Regions from separate parts of the Mus musculus genome. Here regions 2 and 3 are each linked to region 1. Evidence: chromatin contacts called from public HiChIP or PLAC-seq and Micro-C data. All regions are on one chromosome and are shown on one strand. The core of a region is the stretch at or near the end of the contact, and the rest is flanking DNA. Distances in the headings are between cores, read along the strand shown.

What was found. A called contact is a pair of places that touch in the nucleus more often than the background predicts. HiChIP or PLAC-seq counts read pairs in DNA pulled down with a chosen protein or histone mark.
Region 2: a Micro-C map of the G1E-ER4 cell line shows a contact between it and region 1. The contact joins the enhancer-like site here to the promoter of Smc3 in region 1. A contact is called at or near these places in 2 of 484 Hi-C or Micro-C datasets (both in the G1E-ER4 cell line), 3 of 115 datasets of contacts at active chromatin or transcription factors (bone marrow-derived macrophages, craniofacial prominence and embryonic stem cells) and 1 of 9 other capture datasets (liver).
Region 3: a contact with region 1 is called in an H3K27ac HiChIP or PLAC-seq map of embryonic stem cells, with 2.2 times the contacts expected there. The contact joins the enhancer-like site here to the promoter of Smc3 in region 1. A contact is called at or near these places in 5 of 39 promoter capture datasets (hippocampal neurons, liver, pre-B cells and 1 more), 2 of 484 Hi-C or Micro-C datasets (B cells and embryonic stem cells), 5 of 115 datasets of contacts at active chromatin or transcription factors (embryonic stem cells and large pre-B cells) and 2 of 9 other capture datasets (adipose tissue and liver).

What each region holds. Positions count from the first base shown.
Region 1 is chr19:53,598,963-53,601,800 of GRCm38.p6, reverse strand. Smc3 (structural maintenance of chromosomes 3) reads right to left here and starts at 1,405. Exons shown (of 29, transcript NM_007790.3): 1 at 1,247-1,405; 2 at 243-318. The coding sequence starts at 1,261.
Region 2 is chr19:53,002,275-53,005,112 of GRCm38.p6, reverse strand. It overlaps Xpnpep1 (X-prolyl aminopeptidase (aminopeptidase P) 1, soluble), which reads left to right. Exons shown (of 20, transcript NM_001374834.1): 10 at 260-349; 11 at 1,299-1,349; 12 at 2,376-2,434; 13 at 2,562-2,639. Among named protein-coding and RNA genes, the nearest start is that of Mir6407, 7.1 kb to the left of the region's middle. Within about 2 kb of position 1,357, at least 24 of the 459 cell types and tissues checked have an H3K27ac peak or open chromatin away from gene starts, as enhancers often do. A contact at or near this core is called in the G1E-ER4 cell line, where this site is marked.
Region 3 is chr19:53,057,568-53,060,405 of GRCm38.p6, reverse strand. The region is part of intron 2 of Gm30234 (a long non-coding RNA gene); the gene reads left to right. Among named protein-coding and RNA genes, the nearest start is that of 1700054A03Rik, 17 kb to the left of the region's middle. Within about 2 kb of position 1,500, at least 54 of the 459 cell types and tissues checked have an H3K27ac peak or open chromatin away from gene starts, as enhancers often do. A contact at or near this core is called in embryonic stem cells, where this site is marked.

The DNA.
Region 1 (2,838 bases), core at 156-2,655:
ACACACGCTAGGCAAACATTCCACTACTTAACTTACACCACTGGGCTCCAAAATGATTTATCCGTCTGAGTTACACAAAAATTTTATTTTTATAAAATAAGCAATTCATCGGTGCAGACACGAAACAGGTAATCCCATGGAGGAATATTAACATTCAAAGACAACTCCCGTCTCCCCTGGCCTGTCACGTCTATCGGTAGCAATTCTAAGTCTAACATGGTAAACCAAGAACACTTACTTACCGATGACATTATGTTTGGAGCTGAAGGGATCTACAATTGTTTGGTCTCGGTAACTTCGGAAGCCCTGGATGATCACCTATTAAAGAAGAGACAACCCTTGAGAACACAGAAAGCACTTCTAGGGCAACATTCTTTCCTTCTCCGTCTCTTGCTTCTCACGCAAGGCAAGACAGAAACGGTCCACTCGGCGGAGACCATTGCGATCGGGAGCAAGCAAGTTAAAGATTCGCTAAACCCCTTCCGACATGGCCTGCAACCCTTGCTGGTGCAGGGCTGCTCTGGGAGAAGCTCTCCAAACCCAGCGGCTTCGACCCCGAGCTCTGCACGACAGTAAAGGTCCAGACAGCAGGCAGGCGAGCGGGCGGGCGAGCGAGCTGGTCGCAGCTTGCCAGCCTGCGAGCCCAGTGAGAGGGCATCCTTCAGTCAAACCACTGGCCAGCCCCAATGAGTCCATTGAGAAAAAGAAATAAGATAATAAAAATTAAGTGAAAAGGGGATAGATAGGATCGCAACGCTCCGAGCCTGACCCGTCCAATAGAAAAACGTCGCCCAGCGCGTGTCCCGGGGGCTCGGCGCTCGCGCGCGGGAAGAGCATTTTGACAGAAGTAAACAACCGAGTGAGCAGGCGCGACGCGACCTGCTGCGAGGGTCCGCCCTGCTGGGGCAAAGCCTGAGGCAAGGCGGAGAGAGCCTGCAGCCCAGCCCGGGGCCTCGCGAAGGCGGTCCATGCACCGCCATGCCTGCCTGCAGAACGACGCGGCCTCCCAGCAGCTCGCAGCAGCCCGCGGCGCCCGAGGAAGCCGGGCCTCCGCCTGCAGCCCGCCGCGCCCGGTCCCGCTCGGCTCCGCTCGGCTCCACGCACCGCGCCCCGGGGGAAAGCGCCGACTGCAGCCCGGCGCTCGGCTCGTCAGGGCCCCGCTCCTCCCCGCCCCCCCAAGCCCAGGCCGGCCCTAACCCACCCGCGGCGCGCTCCGGGACACCCCGCCGCCTCTCACGGCCCTTACCTGCTTGATGTACATGGCTCCGCGCCCCTCGGCAGGGGGAAGGCGTCGCCTCAGCACCGCAGCAGCGCGGCCGCAGGCTCGGAAGACGAGCAAGACAGCCCCCTCCTCACAGCGCTCCGCTCGCTCCCGCTCGCTCCCCCTGTGGCCAAACAAAATGGCGGCGGCCGCGGAGGCGGGGCCCGCGCGTCGGGCGGAACCACGATGGAAGCGATGCGGATCGCAGGGGGAGTCTGGGCCGGTTCCACTCTGTCGCGTAGGAAAGGCCCCTCTCCCGCGGCCCTCTTAGACGGACCTGATCTGAGAAAAGGATTTTCTTATCCTCTTGTTTTGCTGAGAATCACTTGGGAGTCCGACTCGGAGGAGCCCCGCTCCAGAGGCCGGCAGGAACTACCTCCGGACGCACGGACTATGGTCGCGCCCGTGAGGGGCGGGGCCTGCTCGGCGCCAAAGCCTGGAGTGAGACGAGCGGAGCCAATCGCCGAGCGCGCCGGAGGTCACGTGGTCGCCGGGCCGCTTAAAAAGGACGTGGCCTGTCAGCCTAGCGCCCGACTTGAATGTAGGTCTCATTGTGACTGCCTGGGGTTCTGAGCTCAGAACCTCCGCGCTTCCATTATTCTCTTTATTAGCTCAGAGCGCCTCCTGCTGGTTCCGAGCCTCCTGACGGCTCTGAGAGAACTGGAGGACGCTAGGACATTTGAAGGGATTGATTTAGGGAGGTTGTCTTTAGTTTTCCAAGCCCCGATTTCACCTTGTAGCTAAGGATGACTTTAAACTCCTTATAGAAAGACCTGTACAATTGCCACAAATAAATTTCTTGAAATAGGTAAATTAAAAAAAAAAGAAAAAAGAAAAAAAAAAAAAAAAAGGAGCCGGGGTGGTGGTGCACGCCTTTAATCCCAGCACTCGGGAGGCAGAGGCAGGCGGATTTCTGAGTTCGAGGCCAGCCTGGTCTACAAAGTGAGTTCCAGGACAGCCAGGGCTACACAGAGAAACCCTGTCTCGAAAAGAAAGTAAGAGAGAGAAAGAAAAGAAATAGGTAGGTACTAGGGTCAGTCCCTAAATGTATAGGATTTTTTTTAGCCCTGGCTTTCCTAGAATTCGCTCTGTAGACCAGGCAGGCCTCAAACTCAGGATCTGCCTGCCTCTGCCTCCCCAGTGCTGGGATTAAAGGCTTATGCCATCACTGCCCGGCTAAATGTATACAATCAGTGTAGGGAGTAGAGTTCTGGGCAACTCTAAAATTGCCTACTGGGAAATAAACAAACAAACCTGGACGACCTAATAAGGTCCTGGTCACCATTCCTGCTTCCTGAGGCAGTTCTCACCCTCAACATGTCTACGAGGAAGGGCAAATCTTGTGCCCTACTGGGAATCCTTTATCTGAAACTCTGGCCAAATTCCACCCAAAGTTTGAGGGAAAAAAAAAAAAAAAAGAAAAAGTATTAAAAGAGAAAGAAAAGAAAGAAAGAAATTTAATTTAAAATTTCATTTTGGGAGTTAAGGACCTCTACCCCTGTCAGTTTGTGAGGGTTTGGGGTATATTATAAACAGAATTCTAAGCCTTCATTCAGTTCCTCAGGATGACGGCTGGG
Region 2 (2,838 bases), core at 108-2,607, 600 kb after region 1:
CCAGTCATCGCTACAAGGCTTGGGACGCAGTCCTAGTAGCATCAAAGAGCGCGGCTTAGAGGAGGATGTCTCACTGATGGGTTTAACTTACTGTGGGTGAACTCACGCTGTGCTGAACACGTCCGAGCATCAGCTGCCGTGACAGGACTGCAGGGCACAGGTTCCGAGCAGAGGCCCTTCAAATGGGTTGTCTCAGACTGTGTGATTCATCTGCCGGCCGCCGAGCAGCCTGTTGCTCATCTTCTGTGTCTTGCCCTAGGATCACCGCTGCTGTATGCCTTACACACCCATCTGCATTGCCAAAGCCGTGAAGAACTCCGCTGAGTCGGACGGCATGAGGCGGGCTCACGTGAGTCGAGTGGCTGGGGTGGGAGACAGGGTGGGGGTGGTCAGAAGGACCCCGTGCTCTCCCCCTCTCTGGCCCTGGGCCTACGTCCTCAGGTTTTCCAGAGTCAGTGGGAGCATGAAATGATTGTGTTGGGCATGTAGGCATGAAATCCTAGCTACTTGTGAATCTAAGGCAGGAGGATTGTGAATTTGAGTATCAGCTTATATAGTGGGACCTATTTCAAAAACGAAAAACAATAAAATTGAATGTATTAAAATTTTGTGAAATACAACACAAAATACAAAGAAAGCAGGCTGAAGAGATGGTTAAGAGCACTGGCTGCTCTTTTGGTGGTCACAGGTTCAATCCCAGCACATATGCCAACTCATAACTTTCTGTAATTCTAGTCCCAGGAGATCTGATGCTATTGTCTCACCTCTGTGGGCGCTGGGCACACAGTGCATGGCCACCCGTGCAAGCAAAACACCTATAAACGTTACATGCGTGCACGCACGCACGCACACACGCACGCACCCTACGTGCTCCCCGCCCCCATGCAGTGTACAGGGTGGTGGGGCTGTGGTGTAATGAGAAAGAAGAAGAATCAGGCAGAAGGTGAGGCTAGCAAGATCTGAGGGTGACAGAGACTGACCATAGTCTGTCATTCCTGGCCCGTGCAGGGTGGGAGTTCACTGGTTAGAGGAGCTGTCTGTGTGCTCAGTGGAACTCCTCCTGACTGAGCCTCAGCTGATGAAGAGCTGGGCAGCCTTCTGGCCCAGTAATGGGAAGTGCTACAGAAGGCTTCCAGGAACTCCACCACAGCATGGAAGCTGGAGGGCTGCTGTGGAGAGTGTGGGGTGTGTGTGTATATGTGTGTGTGTGTGTGTGTGTGTGTGTGTGTGTGTGTGTGTGTGAGACCACCATGGGACTGGGACCTGAATCTCATTACCCAACTCTGTGGTTTTCGCAGATTAAAGATGCCGTTGCCCTCTGCGAACTCTTCAACTGGCTGGAGCAAGAGGTTGGTTCTTATCTTCGTTGAACACGTGGCTGTAAAAGCACTCTATGGCACAGCCGTGGCCTTCCTGGGCTCCTGTGGCCTAACGCGTTCATCCGATCTTAGTGTTTTCTGTGGCACTGTGTTCTATAAGTCTGTGCATCCGTGTTAGAGAGTCATAAAGAAGGGGCTAGGGAAGGTGGCCCTCCCAAGTCACAGGTCAGCTGGGTGTGTTGGGAGGACGCTCGCTTGGTGTGAGTTGTTTGAACTTTAAACCATAAAACTTTTTACATTAAATCGACTCTTGGCCATTAATTTCCCACCCATACCTGGAGCGGACAAGAGGTTGGTTTCTTTGTGCTGCTATTAAATAGCCTCATTCTCCCTTTAAATGACGAGGAGCTGCTGGTCCTGGCAAGAGTGGGCTCTCCTCATGTCTTCTAGTGTGGCCACAGTTTCTCCACGCTTCAGCCGTTTGGTCTTTGCAAGTCATTTTGTTTTCCTTGTGGTTACAGCTAGGTTTTTGTGGCTTGTGTATTTTACCCTTGTGTGAACATGTAGTGTGAGCACTGGCCATGGGCTTCGCAGTCTGAAGAAAAGATCCGGGCGGTGACTGCGCTGCGTCCAGCGGCCAGATCGTCTTACTTAGCTATTCTTCTGTGGCTGGTTGATCTTCTTTCTTCTCCCTTTGTTACAGCCCTGTGCTATCTTTGCCTGTTTCATTCCTCCGGCCCTACTTGCCTTTAGTAGGGGATGCTTTTCAATTCTAAACTTAGATGCAGTACATTTTGCCAGGTTTGGGTATTATATGGTGCTGTGACAGAAGAGTCCCGTGAAACATTAAGTGGCTAGAAACCCTTCCACTTTACACAGCTGTGCTGGGAGCCTGCCAGAGTTCCCTCCCTGTTAGAGAGGAGACACAATGTATCCTGAAGAGTGGGCCCTCCGGGTGTGAGAACTGAGCACAAGTCGGCTGTCTAAGGAACCTCTTTCACGGGTCTGGAACACGAGTGACTCCGATGATTGCTAAGCACTTTTTTTTTCTTGCAGGTTCCCAAAGGTGGCGTTACGGAGATCTCTGCGGCTGACAAGGCCGAGGAATTTCGAAGGTAAGTGTCTGATGAGGAGGCCCAGGGACCTTGTGCTGACTCCTTGGCCAGCTGAGTGTGCGGGGAGGGCCTTAGTTCCCAGCTCAGTGCAGACCTTCCAGAGACTCTGCTCTTGTCTGTGTTCCAGGCAGCAGGCTGACTTTGTGGATCTGAGCTTCCCAACGATTTCCAGCACGGGACCCAACGGCGCCATCATCCACTACGCGTAAGGCATGCAGATGGAGCAGCACAGGCCTGGCCTTGCATTTGCCTCTGCACAGGAGTCTGAGCAGGGGAGACAGTTTTCCCAGAGGTCTCGAGTCCACCCATTTGTCTGTGGAGTCTGGAGTGGGAGATAAGATCCCAGAGGCCTCGCCCCCTCTGAGTCCTCAAGTCTCCACCTTTTAGGACTCTCCTCTTCCTTG
Region 3 (2,838 bases), core at 251-2,750, 540 kb after region 1:
TTCCTGTACAAACATCATGACCAAGAAGCAAGTTGGGGAGGAAAGGGTTTATTCAGCTTACACTTCCACACTGCTGTTTATCACCAAAGGAAGTCAGGTCTGGAACTCACACAGGGCAGGAACCTGGAGGCAGGAGCTGATACAGAGGCCATGGAGGGGTGCTGCTTACTGGCTTGCTTCCCTTGGCTTGCTCAACCTGCTTTCTTATAGAACCCAGGACTGGCACTACCCACAATGGCCTAAGCCCTCCCCTCTTGATCACTAATGGAGAAAATGCCTAACAGCTGGATCTCATGGAGGCATTTCCTCAAGGGAGGCTCCTTTCTCTGTGATAACTTCAGCTTTGTGTCAAGTTGACACACAAAACCAGCCAGAAAAGCTTCATGAGAAAAGTCCCTGAAAGAGGAACATCACAGAGATGGACCCTTAGTTGGTTCCGCGCCATTCAGCATCTAAGGGTCGATAGCGTCTGTCGAGCAATTGATGAAGGAGAGATGTGAGTGGGGAATCACTGGGGAGCCATGTGCAGAGGCGGAGCCTGGAGGTGAAGGAGAAAGAAAGCAGAAGAAAGGAGGCTCAGTCCGGCCTGTCTCCTGAAGGGGCTTACAGAGAGATGGCAACTGCCCCCACTCCCGTTTTTTATCAGAACATTTCACCTCCTGTCTTTGGCTAGGTGTGTATATGTGGTGGGGGACGCAGATGTGGGGACATGTTAGATGCAGCATAAGAACCCCAGACTCTTTCTCTTCCTCTTCCCAGATCAGGAAGGACTGATCCCATGTCAGGGGGTCTTCTGTAACGCGCTCAGGAGCCAGATAAGTTCCTGCTTTTGCTGTTCGAGCGGATCCAGCCTAGAGACATCCTCTGGGCGCAGATGGGACATCCTGTGTGATAGAGGCTATCTCTCTTTATCTTCATCTCTCACCTTACCCTAAGGAAAGGAGCCAGAGCCTCTCCATACCGTACACAAGTACTTCCTGGACTGCTTAATGTGTAGACAGACCTCTGAGGCATGATACCCGGGCCCCTCAACCTCTAGTTCATTCCTGTCTTTGTCTTGTAACATTACTGTCATCTGTCTAAAAGTCACCATTAAACCTGGGACTTGAGAGGAAACCTTTCTTTAATAGTCTTCTTAGCCCTGTACTGCTGTGTCCTCTTGCCACAGGGGCCCCTACAGCCTCTTTTGTCTGTTGCTGATAGTGCCCCAGTTGGCACTGCCCTACCCCGACTGCTGTCTCACAGCAACTTCCGTACAGGCCCTAAGGGACAAGGTTTGGTGATAGGGCCCACGTCAGAGGTGTCCCCAGCTCAGCTTCTGCTCTGTCACCTTCTGCTAGTCTGTTATCTCTTCAGAAAAAGTCTCAGCCACTGTGCAGTGGGCCTTCCTACGGGGAATCAGAGTTCAAGGCCTTCAGGCAAGCCATACTCTATTCCCATAGTTAGTGCCCCAGGCATTGCCGCTCCCTCTGACTTTTGGAATATGAGCCTCTCCAGATTCCGGTTTGGACCTGTACTGTGGAACGCTGTGGCAGCACTGAGCCGCAGGAGGATTATAGGGAATGACAGAGGGCTCTGAATACTTGGCCAGAACTAATGTCTGCCCTCAGCTGGGTCCTAAGTGAGGGCTTGTTCCACAATAAAGCTATTAGCTTCTTCCTGGAATCCACATTCTACCTGGACCTTGAAGCCGGAACATCTGCTACTTAGGGTTCCAAGTGCCCTAGGCTGTGTTTTCTCCTTCTGTTATTTTGAACCAGAAACTGTTGTTAATAGGAATTCGTTGTGATGAGTCTCTTCTGGGCTCAGCACTGATCCGTTGGGCCACACAAGTAGACTTTCCTTGTTTTTAATTCTTTTCTTATGCTTAATGGATCACATCCAAAGACAAGATTCACAGAAGTCAAACAGAAAAACCAATCAACCGCTGTACTCAGCTCTGGAAGAAATCTAATCAAAACAACGTCAACGTAGTGCTGTCCCGTGTGGTAGCTGCTAGCCACAGGCAGAAGCTTTTAGTCATGTTTATCCCTGCAGTCATCCGCGACTCAGTGGTCGCCACGCTGGACAGGGCAAAATGAACAGTCACTTTGGGGAAAGTTTCACGGGACAGTCTAGGGAAGACACGCTATTTTCGATCCATCTTGACCTTGGATTAAGGAGGAAGGGAAGGGTCCTTAGGTGGGAGGAGCTGTGATCAGCAGTTCGATTGGCTTAGCTGTTGGGCCGCCTCCAGAGACCAGGACCAATCAGAGTGCAGGACTGCTGCTGTGCCTGCCATTGGTTTAAGAGTACTGGGCACCATAACTGTAGTTACCTGCTCTATCTGAAAACACTGTGGAGAAAGAAAGCTGGACCCCAATCTTACTCCTCAGTTCAGACCCCTAACCTTCTGTGTCCTTGGTTATTGACAAACTCTTAGAAGCCAGATCCTCCTGAGTTCAACTGCTTCTTGAACTTGACTCTTACTTCCTACAGTGAAATGCCTGTAGGCAAGTGCCCGAATGTCTTCAAATATTAGTTTCAATTAGCATTGTCTTAGAGGGGTGGTTACAAGGATGCAAGGAATACAGCTTACAAGGGAGTGTCACAGATCCTGCCAAAATGAACCTGCCGACGTTATGATGTAATTTCTTACGCTGTTTACAGCAAGTTTGCTGTTGCTATTTCTGCTTCCTTCTAAGATATTTTTGTGCAGTTGAGTTCATCAAACTTTTTTTAAAAAGAATATGTGTTTGGCCGGGCATGGTGGTGCTTGCTTTTAATCCTAGCACTAAGGAGACAGAGGCAGACGGATCTCCGTGAGGTCGTGGTCAGAGCCTGGTCTAGTGAGTTCTA